2 separate regions of the Zea mays genome follow, and region 1 is linked to region 2. A link is a contact called in public Hi-C data. All regions are on one chromosome and are shown on one strand. The core of a region is the stretch at or near the end of the contact, and the rest is flanking DNA. Distances in the headings are between cores, read along the strand shown. Region 1 holds the start of LOC107403146. Region 2 holds the start of LOC542421 (calnexin homolog).

Region 1 (2,700 bases), core at 194-2,693, 350 kb after region 2:
TTGTCCGCTCAGTCCTTGTGAGCGAGAGCATATATGTTCCATGGTTTTCGCGCGAGGAGCTGCCTCTATTTGGCTGGGAACATGATAGAAGAAATGGCCGCGCATTAGCGATCATCGACGAACCTCCTCCTACTTCTCGGGGTAGTCGGTACATATGCCACGGTGCAGCGCTATCAGATTAGAGTTTTACCGGTAACCGCCACCATAGTGAAAGTGAAACTATAGTCCGTCAACGATTCAGGACCTGATTAAACGCTTGCCAATCTTCAGTTCTTCACCAACTGTGCTTTGAACATGTACTGTATATTTACGCCGTTGATTCAGTATCTAAGAAGGCAGTGGTGAGCGCTGACTTCGGCAGAGTACCCTCGCACGATTCGCTAGGACATTTCGTGCCATTGCACTTTGGCCGCAGAATCTCCTTCCCAGCATCGCCGTGTGGCACTAGCTGAAGCGCCGCATTCGCGTCGCATGTACCGCGCTCTGGCAGCGAAACAGGGAAGCCTCGTCTCCCGCCATGGCAAGAAGTCCTCCAGTTCAGGAGAAGAGGACGTGGAGCGAGCCGTTCCTGGTGGTCGCGCAGACGGGGCACGCGTCCACGCCGGCCTCGTCGCACACGCGGCACAGGCACAGGTGCCGGCACGGCAGCAGCAGCACGCACGCTCCGCCGCTGCCACACGACTTGCACGCCAGCTTGGGCATGGACGCGCCGTTGGCGTGCGCGGCCGGCGCCTCGCCGAAGCAACACGACCGCGCGTCCTCGGCCTCGGCCTCGCAGACGCAGACGGCCGCACCGCGGGGCCGCAGCTGGTCCAGCGTGGCGCGGAGGCCCGCGGCGACGGCCTCGTGGCTCCTGGCCACGCCCACCCACGCCTGGCACTCGGCGCCCGCTTGGCGGGCCTTCTCCTCGAGCTCCGCGTTGCGGTGGAGCGCGCGCTCCAGGCCTGTCTCCGACGCGCGCAGCCGCCCCGACGCAGCGCGGCCCACGGCGGCCAGCAGCGCGCGGCCGTGCCTCCGCCGCGCCTCCTGCAGCGCCGCGCGCATCCTCTCCGCCTGCACAACATATACCACAGTCCACAGATCAGACGACACCATCGGACGACCATGCGTCCCACTCCCATCTATCGTCTGAGTCTGACGACGAAGCCGATTCCGGTTAAATCACTAATTCAGGCCGTACCTCGAGTCTAACGAGCGCGTCGATCTCCATGCCGTGGTGGTGCGTCCACGACGACGGGATGTCCCGCGAGACGACGGTCGCCGCGCCAACTGCCACCACTCTCCCGCTAGTGGACGTCGCCGCGCCGGAGCCCACCGCCCGGCTCCGCGCGTCGACGAGCGGTGGCACTGGCAGCAGGCGCTCCGTGCCCGCCGGAGGCATACCAACGCGCTGATCTTGCAAGAGATCACCGCCCGCTGCTGGCGCTGCCGCCTCAAGGCGCGGCCGCTTCCTCGGCAGGAAGCCGTAGTTGCACCAGGCGAGCTCGCTGCGCGGGAAGTCGCTGAGCACCGTCGTGTCGTCCCCGATCCGGGCCGGTGCCGGCACGCACCCGGCGTACTCGTCCAAGAACAGGGAGCCGCCCGCCGCCGGGGCTAGGTCGTGCGAGAAGTGCCGCGCCTGCACGGCCATGGCAGACGCAAAGCAAGGACTGGGGAAGGGGTCGGGTGGGAAGGGCCAGTGGAAGAACTGGGAATGGGTGGGCACTGGGCAGGGCAGGGCAGGGTAGAGCTGGTTATATATATACTGCCACGCTCGGCTCAGCCATGCCACTCCGGCAGGCTTGGGTGGGGGGAAGACTGAGCGGTGCCAACAAAAACACACGTAGGCGCCGCGGATGCGTTCGAGGCGCGACGAAAGCGGATCGCTTTCGACCGGCCTGGCCGGGCGTGTGGGGGCATTGGGCGTGGAGCCGTGGACGCCCTTTTTTACTGTGTGAGCTTAGCCCTAGGCCCTAGCTAGCTGCAAGCATCGTGAATAGAGATACAGGACAATAGCCATGGGTGTGAAGACGATGACTGTGATGTTGGGCGGTGGACGTTCCCCGGACTGGCTGGCTAGCTGGACCGATACCACGGATGGATGGGCCGGCCACTCCATGTTTCATGGCCATGGCCAGTTCAATCGTCTAGCTAGTGCATGGCGCCGTGGCTTTTGTGCTTTGTTCTGGATCAGATAGCTAGCGACTAGGGCAACCGTGTCCATGCCACTAGTAAAAACGATTGCAACTGCTGTGGCGCGCGCCGGCCAGTCAAAGTCTTGGCAGTTGGCCGTCGGAGACGGCGGCTAGCCCTCTGAGAATCCGATCGATCCCAGCACCGGCCGGTCGGCCGTAAACTTCACCCTCGAAGGACGAGAAACATGGCATGCGATGCAGTCCAAACAGTGGATGGACGACGCGCTGTTGCAGTTTCAACGCACCGTGCGAGAAGTGCGCCAGATAATAACAAAATTAGGCGCTGGAAAGTCAACAAGACAACAACAATAGCTATACAAACCAGATTTGTCAGTCGATATGAATGTAGGACCGGATCGCCAGATACAGTGTCATATTGATCTCTAAAATCATAAAATGTATTTTAAAATTTCTAAAGTTTAAGACTTATTTAGGTCTAAGCGGTTGTTTATCTCTACAATATTAAAACATCAGTTTCAACAGTCGTCCTGCATCATATTTTTAGTCCTGCATCATATTTTTACAA
Region 2 (2,700 bases), core at 81-2,580:
TCAAACAGTGGCAGGTAACTAGTTTAAAATAACGATTGCATATAGAAATACTGTTTGAAGTGGCATTACAGTACCAAGATACTACTCCCTCCATACACAAAGGTATAGAACATGCTGTTTCAGAAAATGTAACTTTGCAAAATTTGACTAACAAATAGTCAAACAATGGCCGTGTTTAGTGTACAAAGGCTGTATAGAACTATAGATTCATATTGAACTTGACAACAGTGTTCACAGATAAATAGCAAATGAGAAAAAACTAACAGGCACCTCATAAAACTTAGGATTGCAAGCTTACTTCATATGAAGTATGTTTAATGCGGCACAGGATTACAGGAATATAAGATACCACTAGCAAACTGAACATACTGACAATTTTATTCTTTTTTGAATAACCTAGTTCATTAGCACATGCATACAAATAACATTATCCAAAATTTCTACTGATGTCTCATGCTATATTCTCGTACAAGTTACTCCCTCCAGTCATGAATTGGTGAGGATACTTTCGATTATCAAAGTATCAGTACGTTTTGGAAGTTCCAGAAACATGAACCATTCATATCAGCAATGAGCGCACACACAGAGAGACCAGACACTTCAATGACCCTTCATTCCTAACAGGTACAAACCATTGTAACATGTGTCGGCACATCCGATTGCATAGTACGTTGGAACGTGAAGGCTAGGCACATCTCTGTGTCTAGAGCGGGTGCTGCTAGCGAAGCACATCCGATAGAACTAAAGCACATACATATCTGACAGTACCAATCGTGGATCTCATGAGTAACTGCACAGCTATCTCTCAATTTAAACACCGGAAACTACGATCTCGACCGAACAAGCTCTCACAATCCTACTGAACCCACGGATCTAAACAGATCTAGCGAAACCATAACGATCGCGAGAAATAGATGCGCGCGCATACCTTGGTATTCATCCTTCTTGGAGACGATCCATCTTCCCTCGAAGTCCTCATCGAACGGCTCGTACAGCAGCTGCAAACAACGCCACCGGGAGAGACCCTCACAAATCTCACCCACAAAATTCCGGGAAAAACAAACAGAATAGCAAGATCGCCACAGGCTCGCTTAGATTACCGGGTCAGAGGCGCGGATCTGAACGAGCAGCGCCGAGACCAGGAGCAGCAGCAGAGCGCGCCCTCCCATCATCGTCCCGATCTCCTCGAGCCCGGGAGTTCCTCGAAACCTTCCGACTAGAGCGAAGCGTCCGTGAGAGGGAGCAGAAGGTGGGAGTATAAGAAGTGGGCGCAGTGGAGAGGCTGCACGGCTGACATTAGGAGAGGGGAGAAGGAACGGTGGAGATCGATCGATCTGAGTAGCAGGGCCGACAGTTGCGAGGAAAAGGCCGTTGTGTGACTTGTTTCGGCCAATCGGAGGCTGCCGAATGTGGTACTGACCAATTGCACGCTGCCACGTCTGAGTCGTGACGCCTTGGTCTTGTAGGACGCCATGTCACCCGCCCCAAGCACACGCAGAACGGTGGTATCCGCCTATCCGGACAGCGGGTCCAAGTGGGGTATAGCATCTCCATCCCAAAATAAGGAGTGCCTATAAAAATTGAGTCTTTTTTCCATTAAGCCAGAGCCGTCGTTAAAGTTCGAAATTTGGATATGTTTACCTTAGAGGATTTAGAATCTATTTAATATAGTAGATCATTTAGTTTAAATTTTGATATTCCACAACATTTTAAAATTCAGATATAAGATTATTTCAAAATTTTAAGGTGAGGGACAGACATGAACATGATCTTCGTCTCGCTCTTCTATAATAAAAATATAGCACATAAATATCTCTCTCATATAACCAACAGTAGCATACAAATATATTATATATAAAATTATATTAGCTTAATTATTTTATATCTAAATTACGATTATTAAAATAGAATTCAATTCAAAGGATCTGAACGATGCAGACGGGTCTCATTAGAATTCATATATCTATATTAAAAACATTTTGTAGACATCATGGTGCTAAATTTTAGTAATTTAATATCAACCTAATTTAATGTATTCTAAATACTTTGGAACACTAAATAAAATAAATAGTGTTAGCATCTGAGGAAGATCGTACCCTCAGCTGCCACAAGGCACGTTCAAAGGTTCAAAGATCGTACCCTCAGCTGCCACAACCTCTCGTCGCACTCCTATGGCAAATGTGGGCACCTGGTACTACCACAGCGTCACCCCGCACTAACAATCTAGGCCCGCCCCACGTTCGATCTCGCCCGTGCAGCTACCACACCGCGCAAAAAAAATAGTGCAGAGTGAGTACTCGAACACCTCTGCTCTAGAAATTTGAGGCTAACCACCCGTCCACATGTACCTTAGTGTTTAGAAATAAACAATAATTATATTCAAATAAATATCTCAATACTATTTATATAATATATAACAACCGTAGCAAAGCACGGGCAACTGGCTAGTGTGTGTATAGGATTCCAGAAGTGGAGAAAAATATTAGGGCTTGTTCGTTTCACCGTTAATCCATGTGGATTTGGTGGTATTGAGTCAGTTTAAATCCATAACTAGTCAAAATCCATCTCAATCCATTCCAATACACTCCAATCCACACGGAATTGGAATAACCGAACAAGGCCTTAATTGGATATGTTCCTAGTAGCATTTTGTTTATGAGTATCAATTCGTTTTCAACAGACTGTTACTTTGTTTTCAAC

The links. A called contact is a pair of places that touch in the nucleus more often than the background predicts.
Region 1: a Hi-C map of tassel shows a contact between it and region 2, with 2.2 times the contacts expected there. The contact joins the promoter of LOC107403146 here to the promoter of LOC542421 in region 2. A contact is called at or near these places in 3 of 25 Hi-C or Micro-C datasets (bundle sheath, ear and tassel).

Annotation. Positions count from the first base shown.
Region 1 is chr10:115,361,433-115,364,132 of Zm-B73-REFERENCE-NAM-5.0, forward strand. It overlaps LOC107403146, which reads right to left and starts at 1,444. Exons shown (of 2, transcript NM_001321406.1): 1 at 1,181-1,444; 2 at 115-1,053. The coding sequence starts at 1,381. The coding sequence ends at 538.
Region 2 is chr10:115,007,389-115,010,088 of Zm-B73-REFERENCE-NAM-5.0, forward strand. It overlaps LOC542421 (calnexin homolog), which reads right to left and starts at 1,331. Exons shown (of 6, transcript NM_001308610.1): 1 at 1,101-1,331; 2 at 929-998. The coding sequence starts at 1,172.